Regions from separate parts of the Sus scrofa genome. Here region 1 is linked to region 2. A link is a contact called in public HiChIP or PLAC-seq data. All regions are on one chromosome and are shown on one strand. The core of a region is the stretch at or near the end of the contact, and the rest is flanking DNA. Distances in the headings are between cores, read along the strand shown.

Region 1 (6,664 bases), core at 3,565-6,064, 340 kb before region 2:
AGTTCCCGTCATGGCTCAGTGGTTAACGAATCTGACTAGGAACCATGAGGTTGCAGGTTTGATCCCTGGCCTCACTCAGTGGGTTAAGGATCCAGTGTTGCCGTGAGCTGTGGTGTAGGTTGCAGATGCAGCTCGGATCCCGTGTTTCCGTGACTGCGGCGTAGGCCGGTGGCTACAGCTCCGATTAGACTCCTAGCCTGGGAACCTCTCCATAGGCCGCCAGTGCAGCCCTAAAAAACACAAAAAGACAAAAAAAAAAAAAAAAAAAAAAAAAAGAGAGAGAGTAACCCCACTTAAAATATTTCACCTGATTTTGAGATATTTAAATAATCCACATAAAAGCATGCAGTGCTGCCACACAGTAAACACTCTAGCAAGATTATCTTGGTTATCATTTAGGGCTATCAATCAGTCCATTTCAACTGTTGGGTCTGGAGTCATGACCTGCTCCAGAAGGTGAGTAGGGAAGCCCTGCAGTGTTTCTTTTGCTTCTGCATAAAAAACAAATGAACACCTTAAGGTTGGAAGGGATTTGAGGTCATCCAGATGAATCTCTTTCCCAATGGAGAAACCGTTCTCTTCTACTAATCCCTAAAGCTCTTACTCTCATATTGAATTGGGACCTAATTTGTGATCTCCACCACCGAAGTCATTGTCATACAGCCTCACAATCTTATAGCCATTTTTTTTTTCCTTTTGTGGTTGCACCTCCTGTAGCATTCAGAAGCACCCGGGCCAGGGATTGAACCTTGCCACTGCAGTAACCATACCAGATCCTTTACCCACTGAGCCACCAGGGAACTCCACAACCACCTTTTAAAATAGCTACTTTTATCCCCTTTCAACAATTGAAGAAACTGAAGCCTAAAGTCCTACAATTAACCCGTGGTCAAGCCAGGCCATGAACCCACGTCTGCCTGACTCCAAAGCTCACGCTTTCAGCTATTACATGATATTCTGCATCAGAGAAGAGAGGGAAAGTCTACCATATGGTGAGGAGAAAGTAGGTATGGTTGATTTCCAAATACCTGGATTGGAATCCAAGTTCTGTGACTCTGCACAAGTTCCCTACCAATAGCGTCTATCATTTAGTGAGCACCTACCATTTAATGAGCATTATCACGTGTCAAGCACTGTTTGACTTATTTTTACAGTTAAGGAAACTAAGGGCCATTTATGCTCAAAACCACAAAGCTCTTAAGTGGAAGAGACGAGTTTCATTCTCATGCTGCCTGATGCTTTTCCTTTTATCATGCCGTTTCTCAGATCCTCAGTTTGCTCATCTTTAGATAGGAATTAATACTCCCATTTAATTCATTCTTCAATAAGTGGGTGCTTACTAAGTTCCAAATCTTGTTTTAAGCATAGAGATATAGTATTAACAGAAACTGTAAACTTTAATGCCTACTTTGTGTCTGGTACTCCTACATATACTACACAAAATTATGAAGATTAATCATTCAAAATGACTAACATGGTAGTTACTCAATAAATGGTAATAGTTATTATTTTCTTTTATATCACAGCCTTAACCTTTTTCTAACTGCCACATTTCCTATTTTCATTCTTTTCTTCTTTCTTTCCATTTTCCTCCCCTCCACTAGTTTGGAAGTTAACATTATTCCTCGTTTTTTTGTGTGTTAGCCTAGAAATCTTAAGAATCCTAGAATGTGGAGTTCCCGTCGTGGCTCAGTGGTTAATGAATCTGACTAGGAACCATGAGGTTGCTGGTTCGATCCCTGGCCTTGCTCAGTGAGTTAAGGATCTGGCATTGCCGTGAGCTGTGGTGTAGGTTGCAGACATGCTTGGATCTGGTGTGGCTGTGGCTCTGGCGTAGGCCGGCAGCCACAGTTCCGATTCGACTCCTAGCCTGGGAATCGTGTAGGTTGCAGACGAGGCTCGGATCTGGTGTTGCTGTGGCTCTGGCGTAGGCCGGCAGCCACAGCTCCGATTCGACTCCTAGCCTGGGAATCTCCATATACCGAGGGAGCGGCCCAAGAAATGGCAAAAAGACAAAAAAAAAAAAAAAAAAAAAAAAGAAAGAAAAGAAAAGAAATGTATTTGTGTATGAGTGTGTATACACACACATACACACACACGTATATTGTCTTTTTAGAGCCACACCCTTGGCATATGGAAGTTCCCAGGCTAGGGGTGAAATTGGAGCTGTAGCTGCTGGCCTAAGCCATAGCCATAGCAATGCCAGGTCTGAGCCACGTCTGCAACCTACACCACAGCTCAGGCAATGCTGGATCCTTCACCCACTGATCAGGGTCAGGGATCAAACCCGCATCCTCACGGATACTGGTCAGATTCGTTACCACTGAGCCACAACGGGAACTCCTGTCACTGGCAATTTTAATTATAGCTTCACTTTATCACTATAGGTTAGATGCTTTTATCTTTATTTTCTTTGTAATCAAGATTTAAATTTAGCACCATATTTACAGTTTTCTTTGCTCATCATTCCTTCTCCAATCTTCCTTTTGAGTAACTTTTCTTCTTAAACTATTTCCCTTAGAAATTGCTTTTGTGGAAAGCCTTCTGGTAGAAATCTGTTTTGGTTTGTCTACAAAGGACCTTATTTTGCCCTCATTCTCAGAAAATTTTCACTGATGACAGAATTCTGTTAGTAGGTATCTGCTTCAGCACATTGAAGTATTATTCCACTATCTTCTGGCTTTTATTGTTGAGGTTGAGAAGTCTGTTGCCAGTCTTAATTGTCATTTCCTTGAATGTTTATCTTTGGGGTTACTTTAAAATTATTTATCTCTGATGATTTGTAGTTTCATTATTGTATGTCTAATGGCGAATTTTATTTATCTCCCTTGGAATTCATTAGGCCTCACAAATATAATGATTATACTTTATCAATTCCTGGCTACTGCTTTTTTAAACACTGTTGTACTCCTTTTCTATTATCTCCTTCTGGAGCATTAATTAACTGTATTTTTTTAGTCTCTTCCCAAGGTGGGCAAACTACATAACCTGGGCCAAATCTGGCCTGCTGCCTGTTTTTGTAAATACAGTTTTATGGGCACACAGACATATCCATTCATTTATATATGGTTTGTGGCTGCTTTCATGTTCTAACATCAGAGTCAAGTAGTTATGACAAAGACCATCTGGGCCACAAAGCCTGCAATATTTACTATCTGGCCCTTTATAGAAAATTTGTCCATCTCTGCTCTACTTTCTATGCCTCAATAACTTTTTCCATCTTTACCTCCTCCACCTTCCGTTGTCTATATAGATTCCTCAGAAATATCTTACAACTCCTGATTTTATCTTTAGCTATAAACTATTATTTTAACCTAATCATGAAAATTTTAATTCCCTTTATTTTTTTTCTTTTTTCATTTTTAGAATTTCTCTTTGGATATCTTCTTGGTCAGTCGAGTTTCCTGTCCCTGCACCATTCTTTCAATACCCTCCTATTTCTTTTAATATATTAAATATATTTAAAATTTTTCTATATCCAATTGACTCCAATGTCTGCAATTTTTGAATCTCATCTGTGAAGTATTATTTCTGCTGTTCAACTTCATTGGTAATCAGAGAAATGCAAATCAAGACCACTACAAGATACTATTTATAGCATTCAGTTGGCAAAAGTTTTAAAGTCTGATGATACCAGGTACTTGAGAGGACATGGACCAACAGCATCTCATACACTTTGCTGGTAGGGGCAAAACCATTAAAAACATATCAAGAAACAATCTGTAATTATTTTGTAAAACTGAATATTCCCATACCAAGATCTAGCAATTCGCTTCTGAGATCTACACCTAAGAGAGACTTGCACAGGAAACATGAATAGGAAAGTTTGTGGCAGTACTGTTCATTATGGCGAAAAGGGGTGATAGCTTCACTAATAGAATATAACAGTGAAAATGAATGAACTACAGCTATACTCAACAGGGACAAATCTTAGTGTTATAATATTGAAAGAAAACAAGCAAGTCTAGAAGACTGTACACAGTATAAATTTTTAATAATTTAATAAAGACTATAAAGTAAGATTAAATAATATATTTGTTTAGGCATACATATGTTTATCAAAACAGTCGTAACCAGATAGTGGTTGGGTTGGGTGAAGAGGTGGGGGATAGGATAGAAAAGGCTTAGAGATGAATGCAAAATACGGTAGATCTCATTTTTTGATTGGGTGGTGAGTTCAGGAGTCTTGAACAGGTTATTAAAATACATAAATAAGCTATATAAATTAGCAGCAAAAGAGAGGTTTCTTCATAAACCAGTGAAGAAAATGTACCATGAACTATCCTTTTTTTGTGCACCTGAGAAATCAAAGCAAGAAAAAGAGAGTGCTAGGGATGAAAGAAGAGAAAAATAGGTTTCTACTATTTCTGCCAGCAACATTTTTTCAATTCTCATGATCAAAGACAGTCATGGAACTACCAAAAGTTAGCAAGACTCTCTTTTAGATGAGAACTTCTGTTGTCAATTTCATGGTCTAAAATTGTCATGTTACAACCTAGTCAATACGTGCATTTGACCATATTAAATGCTAATATATCAAATACCTTAGAGGGTCTGATCTGGGGGGTGAGAGGGCGGGGAGAAGTGAAAGTAAAGGGAAGCAGGGCAGGGGGGTTGATCTGCATTGTTCTTCTGGAGACCAGAGAGCCAGAAGGCAGGAGGGGCACAGAAGGAAGGTGGGAGGGAGAAGATGCTGGGATGAGTCCCAGGCTTTGGGTGGGGAGAAGCATTTCATTTCACCATGGAGGGAGGCTCTCAGCAAATGGGGCACGGGCCCAAGCGCCAGTCTCCTTTTGGATCCAAAGTAAAACAGGTCGAGGAGAACCCCAACCCCTTCCCGCTGAGACTTCCTGGATCCACTCGTTGCCACCAACCGCGCCCTGACAGGGAGCTCCAGGCAGTGGGCTCAGGAGGCGGGCGACCAGCTGCCCAGCCCCCTCCCAATGCCGCGCGGGCCTCTGCTCGGTGAGCAGGCGGGCGGAGCCCGGGGGTGGCAGCTGGGCCGCGCACCGTGGCCTCCCCTTCCGCTCGCCTGGCTGCCCGGCTCCGCACCCTCGCCCTCGCCCCGGGCCGGCCGGGTTCCGACGTGTCGGCACAGCTCGGCTCCCAGCGCGTCCCAGTCCCGGCCCCGGCCGGGAAGAGCTGGGGCGGCAAAAGCCTTGGCCTTTCTAAGTCTGGCTCCGCACGAAAGCCTGGGAGAAGGCGGGCGGCTCCACCCCACAGCCCGCGATTGCTCAGAATGGGCAGTGACTCACCGCGCCGGCAGGCCCGGCAGTCCCCAGTCCTCCCCCAGGACCCTCGTCCTCCCCGCGCCACACCCCGGGAAGGAATCTCCACCCTTCAGCCTTGGGAGGCCTCGGGAGCCCTTCCAGCTGTCACCCCGCCCTTCACCTGCCCTCCCTACACACTCCGAGAGCTCATCTCTGTGGCTGCAACTCACAGCCGGCCGCTCCACACAGGTTTCCTCGTAGAGCGCTGTCCTGAGTCTCCACCGATGGGCGGATGGGCGCAGGGCCGAGCTAGCTCCCTACTGTGCCCAGCGCGCCCACTTCACGAATGCGGATTATCAGTGGATGCATGATGTCGGAGGCATGGCAAAAACTGGGGTGATTCTGAGAGGATAGCATGAAAGACCCCTCACAGAAGGTCGTGGCAAATCTGAGAGGCTTTGGCACAGGACATTACAGTATAAACAGAGCCAACCATGTCATTAGTCCTCACTCAGCAGCACTGGGATGAGGGAGAAGTAAATTGGAGGGCACCCCATCGACCTGAGCTCTGGAGTAGAGAGTGTGACCTGGTCAGGGTACAAGTGGAGACCATGTGGATTCCTGCGACTTAATTTTTCTGGTGTGTAAAATTAAGGGGGTTGAATTACTGCCCCTACCATTCTGACAGAATAGGATTGATTCTAGGACTTTTTAGTCTGATCAAACACCGGCTCATCTCAACATCTTCAGGAACACCTCTGAGCTGTAACAGCGTCCTTGCGCACAAGTATAGTGCTTTTAACTTCTCTGAACACTTCCATTTAGATTCCACATCCTCCCCCTAGACTATCTGTTAACAATCCTCATGGTTAGAAACACATAACCGATGAGGAAACAGGTTCAGAGGTTAAGGGTCTTGCTCAAGGTCATGCTGCTATAGCCAGTAGCACAGTCAAGAGCAGAAAACTCAGTTAAAAGGCTCATTTTAATGCTGCGAGAGCCCCAACCCTTTCACCCACTTTGAGAAAGTCACTCACTTTCTGGGACTCACCCTCCATCTACAGCATGGTGAGAACTCACCCTACCCAAGAAAGAGGGCTCAGATTTTAGATGAGCTGGAGAAAGGGCCTTCCAAACCTCAGAGGAGTCAGGAAGAAGGGCTTTGTAAGTCATAATCTATATATTTATGGAGTTCCCATTGTGGCTCAGTGGTGAACGAACCCGACTAGTAACCATGAGGTTTCGGGTTCAATCCCTGGCCTCGATCAGTGGGTTAAGGATCCAGGCGTTGCCGTGAGCTGTGGTGTAGGTCGCAGGCACAACTCAGATCTAGCGTTGCTGTGGCTGTGGCTGTGGCCAGCAGCTGTAGCTCCAATTCGACCCCTAGCCTGGGAACCTCCATATGCCGTGGGTGTGGTCCTAGAAAAGACCAAAAAAAAAAAAGAAGAAAACCA
Region 2 (6,410 bases), core at 554-3,053:
CTTCAAAAGAAAACAGGATGAATCTGTAAGAAAAAGAGCTAAAATTCACAGCTCACATAGCAAGTGCGTTCATGGATCAGCAAGTAGATTCCTAAACTGATCTGACTTAAGAAAAAGAGGAGCTCAAAGCCAGAACCATCCCTCCTCAGAATCTCGAATATTCTGAGGAGGGGCATAGGGTTTCCAGCAGATCTGAGAACGAAGCTTTGAACCAATCTTAGCCAGCCCCTAAGCAGACCTCCGCTGACACAGTTCACCTTTGGGAGCATGGCCTTGGGTGTTACCGTCATTACCTCTAATGAGGACAACCACCTCCAAAAGGAAGGTACCTGCCTGCCCACTGTGCAATCCACTTCTCATCGACTCAGCACGGTTCTCCTTGGCAGGGAGGGGGTTCCATGGGGACTTGCTGAGCCAGGGAGTGGGGAAAGAGAGGGAGGTGAGTACTGAGGAGGTGTGCCTTGTCTGACCCTCCCAGGCCTCACTGCCATTTATATGTGGGTCATAAATCAATCACTTCACCCCAGGGTCTGAACACCTTTTGTCCTCCTTGTCTTAAAGTGATCAAAGGAGGAAGACTTGGTGCCCAACCTCTGGGGTGGTGAATGGGGCTTCTTCATCGAGTTTGGGAGAAAGGGTTCCTGCCCTCAGGAAACTCCAACTTCGGGGAGGAGGAGGGACACCCACAGGGGACACACACGCAAAGCGCCAGCAAACAGAGAAATGTGGGCAGATGACTGTGGAAAAACACAGTCTCAAACTAATGAAGGGGGTTAGAATGGAGGCACCAGCAGTCAGCTGGTGTCCTGCAGGAAATAGCTTGTTGGGGCTGGGAGTTCTGAGCTGGGTTTGGAGGTGTTACTAGCAGGGGCAGAAGACAGTCTAGAACTGTACAAGGCATTCACAAGACTGCACACCCACTGACTTTGGCAGTTCTGGTTTCCCTCCCTGGTTTACCTGGAAAGGTCATCTCAAGCATGCTGCCCACTTGCTCACTGCAGGGCCTCAAAACAGCCCATCACAGTGTGGGAGAGCAGCGGGCAGACACCAGATGACTTTGTTTACAAAGCTTAAGCTTTTCCACAGGGTCAAAGGGCATTCCCAGAGTGGCTGAGTGAGATCACAGACAGGCAGGTTCTGGAAGCCAAGTTAGCATCTGGATATCGCTGCTCCCTTCCCAGAAGGGGCGCCTGAACAGGCTTCTCCAGGGGACAAGCGACCACCATACTTTTGCACAGCTTACAAAGCTCTTTTTACACCAACAAGTAGAATGCCCATCTGATCCTTACAGCCACTCCATAAGGTAAAAATCTCGACTTCACAGGTAAGGAAACAGGCTGGAAGCAACTATGAGTCTTCTGTAAGGTCACCCAGGGGAGGCAAGGCTGTCCTTCCTATTACCCACACTGGCCTTGGCATCACAGTCTTCTGGCCTTGGACTTTAGGGATCCTGAACATTAAGGGACCATCTGAGTGCATCTATTAAAGGCCAAGAGACACCTGCATTTCCCTCTCGCTCTGATCATTTCAAGAGATACAAAGAGGGAGGATGCAGGGAGATAATCTCTGGGAAGGGCCGCCCACCTGGGCTCTCCAGCTCTTAGGTGAAGCCACATCTTCTTTCCAAACTGGCTCACCTTTGCCCGGGCCGGGCCGGGGAATCATTTGTGGGATGAGAGCCCAGCCAAGGACGTCGGGCAGCTGTCGGCGGCCCTGCCTCCCGCCCCAGCGGACCCATCCGGAGTCTGTGCCCATATAAGGGCATCGCTTCCCGTAGGTATTGACGCGCCGAGGGCCACGTCAGCTGCAGGCGGGGAGGGGGTGGCCCTGTGACACGAAAACAAGTGACGCAAGGGAGGGCGGAGAGAAGGGGGGGCGGGTGGGGGAAGGAAGAGGGAAGAGGGGGCGGGCGGGGGCCGCCGCGGCTTAACCCCTTCCCAGACGGCCACCCCTGTCTCGCCTTTACGCTCTTTGTGTAAACGCGGGTGCAACACTGGGGGTCGCGTGCGTGATCGCTTTCTGTCCCCGTGTGGGCGCAGGTATCTATTCTGGGCGATCTTATCTTTGGACGTTCAAGTGTGTTTGCTGGCTGTTTTATCTCACGGGTGTCAAGGATGTGCATTTCACGTTACAGCCATGGTGTGTATTTTTACGTTGGAGACAGAGGAGGAACTTGGCTGGTGGATGTTTGAGAACAATCACATCTCTCCACGTTTCTTTGTTAAACAAACAAACAAGACTCTTGGCACTTGTGCTTCCAGAGAGCCACAGAAAGTCTAACTAGAGGCGCTGCTGTAAGGGACTGGCTTCTGTTTTTACCGAGCCGTCTCCCACCACTTCCCTAGCCAAGTCAAACAGAAAGAGGTGGGCCCCGAGGCGCTGAAGGGGAAGAAGCCTAAAAGAGGAGGGTCAGGGGTCTAGTGCCAGGCAGAGGCCAGGAAACAGAAAATGAAGAAATCCCCAGAGAAGCCCAGGACTGTCATTTCAACCAGGCTTCTTCATGGAGCCTCCAATGAATGGGAGCCTCCAATGGGTGTGGGGGGTGGAGGGGGGTGTCTCATTTCTGAGTCCAGCTTGATCAGGTGTGCATAGCCTGCCTCCTCTCACCTGGAGTTGAGAGGTAGGGATGGGCGAGGGGAGAAATGAGTACTAAAAGGTCTAAGACGCAGGAAGAAGGGGTACTTTGCAGAGGGTGTGAGGGCAACAGGACATGGATGGATGGGAGGGTGTTGGGAGCTTGGCTGCCCTGTGTGGGGGAGGAGCATAGGGGAAAGTCCCCAGGGCCTCCCAAACTGTCCCTTCCCACCCACTGTTCTCATCCACCCACTCTCCCTGCCCTACTTTAGACCCACTTCCTCTCTTTACTTCCCCTGGTGGAGAACTGCCTGGGTGAAAACCTCACTCTACCCCAAGCTCCGGGCCCAGTCAAAGAGTGGGAATCCCAGGTCTGGGGGGCAGATAGTGGCTCTCCCTTGTCAGGGAATCTGCTTAGGACCTGGCCACTTTGCCTTGGCTGTGAACCTTGTCTTGCCCCTGAGGCCTAGCTAGGCTGGGGGTTGGGAGTGGTGGGGAGTAAAAGTGGTTTTAAACCTGGGAATTTAAAAGAATGCAGAACAGAGGCCTTTCTTCTTCAGGGGCCAGTGTTCTAGGACGGGACGATGATAAAAGTATTGAGGAATAAAAGCACGGGGTGTCCCACCTGGGCAGGGCTGACTGTGGCTAAGAGTGTGGTCTTGGCAATACAGGCTTTCCTCAAAAAAGAAGAAAAATCTCCAATTGACAACTTAACCAACCATCTAAAAGAATTAGAAAAAGAAGAACAAACAAAACCTAGAGTCAGCAGAAGGGTAAATATCAGAGAAAATCAGTATAATAGAAATTCAAAAAACAATAGAAAAAAATCAGTAAAACCAAGAGCTGGTTCTTTGAAAGGGTAAACAAAATTGACAAACCACTAGCCAAACTTACCAAGAAGAGGAGAGAAAGAACTCAGACAAAGAGTGTGGCCTTGGGAATCCCAACTCTGCCACTCCCTAGGAGTTTTCAGGCAACTTTCTGACCTCTCTGAACCTCAATTTTCTTGTTTGGAAAATAGAAATAAAAGTATTTATCTTGTTGGTTCTTTTGAAGATGAAAAGGGATCATGTTTCTAAAGCATTTTGTGCATTAATCTCTTCTGCAATCTGTATATACATTTGGCACAAGGTAAATAATAAATGGTAACTGTTATTACTGCTAGTAGCAGTAGCAGTAATAGAAGTTCTCTCCAGGACCTCACATGGAAAGTTAGTGAGGCTCATCAGATGTTCCAGGGTTGACTTTAGGGGTCCCCTGTCCCTCAGTTTTCTTCTGCCTCTAGAACCTCATCACCTCTGCCATTTCCTCCTCCGTTCAGATCTCAGCCTGGCCCCAGATTAAGGGCAGTGAGGGCCGAAGCAAAAGAGAGGTGTTTCTGTCCTGGCTGTGCTCTCTCCCAGGCCTCAGTTTCCTTATCACTAAAATGGGGAGAATACTTTCTGGCTGCTTTCCCCTTTTGTGAAAGTCAAGGGAATCAAAATTTGTGAAAAGTCTTTGAAACTGTCCTCATGGACCAGTTCTCCACTTAGTGAATTCTCTTTTCTCAGCCTCAGCGCCAATTCTTATTGCTCTCCCTGCTCCTAAGTGTTTTTTTTCATAGCTTCAGGGCATTTTGCTTACAGCTCTCTTGATGGCTTTCCTTTCATCTTGTGACTCTCCTTTGCCTCATGGACCACTCCTCAGTGTGGGAAATATGTCCCTTTTTCATTTCATTTCATGACCACCGTGCCTAGCCTAGGAAGGGTATATATTCAGAGCTAAATAAGAGCTAGTTCCTTTTTGTCTGTTCTGGTGATGGCCTTAACAGAATTTGGGAAGCGGGCTCTGCTCTTTGGGAGGAAGGGGAAGAGAGGAGGACAGAAAGAGCAAAGGAGGGGAGCCAAGTCCTGGCACTGCTCAGACTCAAGGATTCCTGCTGTTCCCATCACCCCCGCCCCCCCATCAGCTGCATCTATGCAGGGTGACTGACTAGTTTTTTGGGCTGCCTAGTTTTAGGCAGGGTTGGGAGAAACCTCTGAGTACCTGGAGCCCACACCCACCAGGAGGAGTGCAAACATTCTGGCTAACAGGGAAATTCTTTGACAACTCTTTCCACTTCCTTCCAGCTAGAGCTCTAATCCAACTCCCCCTCCCCTAACCTCTCCCCCTTCCCCCCAACCCATTTCCTCTTCCGCTGCTGGTTCTTGGAAACAAAAAACAGCCCTCCTCTCTTTGACTGGCTTAAAAATAAGAGACTGGCTTTATCTTATCTTTACCCGTGGTCATCAAAGACCTGGATACAGTCAGGCCTCCCTCAGGCTAGGCCCCCTGCTCCTGGGCACAGGGCAGCCCCTAGGCCAGTCATAGCCTCACTGTTCTCCTTGGGCACTGAGCCACACCCTGGGTGAGTAGCCTAGTCCAGCTCAGCCCCCTAGTACCCTTGGCTGCTCCTGCCGCTATCCAGCCACCAGTCCTCATCAGCGTGGCCCCCTGCACACTCCCTTTTTACCACCATGACTTTGCATCAGCCGTGGGCCTTGCCCAGGGTTGGGAGGAAGCCGTCTCTGTAGAAGTCATGGTTTCCTGCTCTGTGAGATTTTGCATGACTTCCCCAGGCCAAACTGCCGTGTAAGGGAAAGACCGTGTGTCAGAAACCCTGGGTTTCTGGCCACTCAGAAAATTCTGTGAGCCTCAGTTTCCCTCATCTGAGAAATGAGGGTGAGGAAGCTACCTAGAGAGTAGGCACTGGGGTCACATGAGATGTGTGGAGTTTCTGCTGTGGCTCAGTGTGCGAAGAACCCAGTTAGTATCTGTGAGGATTTGGGTTTGATCCTGGCTACGCTCAGTGAGTTAAAGGATCTGGCGTTGCCACAAGCTGCGGTGTAGGTTGCAGATGTGGCTCGGATCCCATGTTGCCCCTCAGCTGCGCAGCAGCTCTGATTCCACCCTGAGTCCCAGAACTTCCATATGCTGCAGGTGTGGCCCTAAAAAAAAGACCAAAAAAAAAAAAAAAAGGATCAAATGAGATGTGGTTGGTTATGAAGGTGTGGTATTGTAAACGGTGCGACCACACACGTTGTTACATCTGCCTACCACCCCCACAGAGCCCAGGTCACCGTCAGGTACCATTTCCACAAGGGAGATGCCTTCCTTAGACCTCAAATCAAGCTTCTCCTTAGGCAGCCGAGGGCATCCATACCCCTGTGTGGTCAGGGCTTACTTACCTAGGTTGCACCCCAGAGGGATGTGCCTGTTGCTTGGGGTGTGGAAAGTATCCTTAAGTTTTTCTCCATGGTTTGTGTGCTTGACTTATCCGCTCCTGCCCTCTTCTCAGCATCACGAGAATTTAAGCTCGTTCCCTGTTGATCCACAGAGGGTACCCATTTAGTCCCCACAGCATAGAGTAACAAGTGGATTGAATTGAAGTGTGTACTTGGCAGAAGGCACACAGCCAGCTGGCTTCTTGGGGTAAAACTATTTCTAACACAATAGGGCCACACCCGAAGTATATGGAGGTTCCCAGGCTAGGGGTCGAATCAGAGCTACAGCTGCTGGCCTATGCCAGAGCCACAGCAACGCCAGATCCGAGCTGCATCTGTGACCTACACCACAGCTCACAGCAACACCGGATCCTTAACCCGCTGAGTGAGGCCAGGGATCAAACCTGAAACCTCATGGTTCCTAGTCAGATTCGTTTCCTTTGTGCCACGATGGGAACTCCTCTAACACCTAAGTCTTTAAAGACAAATCACTCTCTGGCTATAGATGGGTTCTGTGTATTTTCCTCTTATGAATCAAGCTAATTTGGGATTCACTGGGCATTCAAGAAGGAGCTGCCTGCAGGAGGAGCCCAG

Evidence for each region. HiChIP or PLAC-seq counts read pairs in DNA pulled down with a chosen protein or histone mark.
Region 1: an H3K27ac HiChIP or PLAC-seq map of alveolar macrophages shows a contact between it and region 2. The contact joins two enhancer-like sites. A contact is called at or near these places in 1 of 47 Hi-C or Micro-C datasets (skeletal muscle) and 2 of 2 datasets of contacts at active chromatin or transcription factors (alveolar macrophages and skeletal muscle).

Annotation. Positions count from the first base shown.
Region 1 is chr9:64,357,656-64,364,319 of Sscrofa11.1, reverse strand. All of the region lies in intron 1 of ATP2B4 (plasma membrane calcium-transporting ATPase 4), which reads right to left. Among named protein-coding and RNA genes, the nearest start is that of ATP2B4, 25 kb to the right of the region's middle. Within about 2 kb of position 4,814, at least 70 of the 83 cell types and tissues checked have an H3K27ac peak or open chromatin away from gene starts, as enhancers often do. A contact at or near this core is called in alveolar macrophages and skeletal muscle, where this site is marked.
Region 2 is chr9:64,016,199-64,022,608 of Sscrofa11.1, reverse strand. No RefSeq gene overlaps it. Among named protein-coding and RNA genes, the nearest start is that of BTG2, 14 kb to the left of the region's middle. Within about 2 kb of position 1,803, at least 77 of the 83 cell types and tissues checked have an H3K27ac peak or open chromatin away from gene starts, as enhancers often do. A contact at or near this core is called in alveolar macrophages and skeletal muscle, where this site is marked.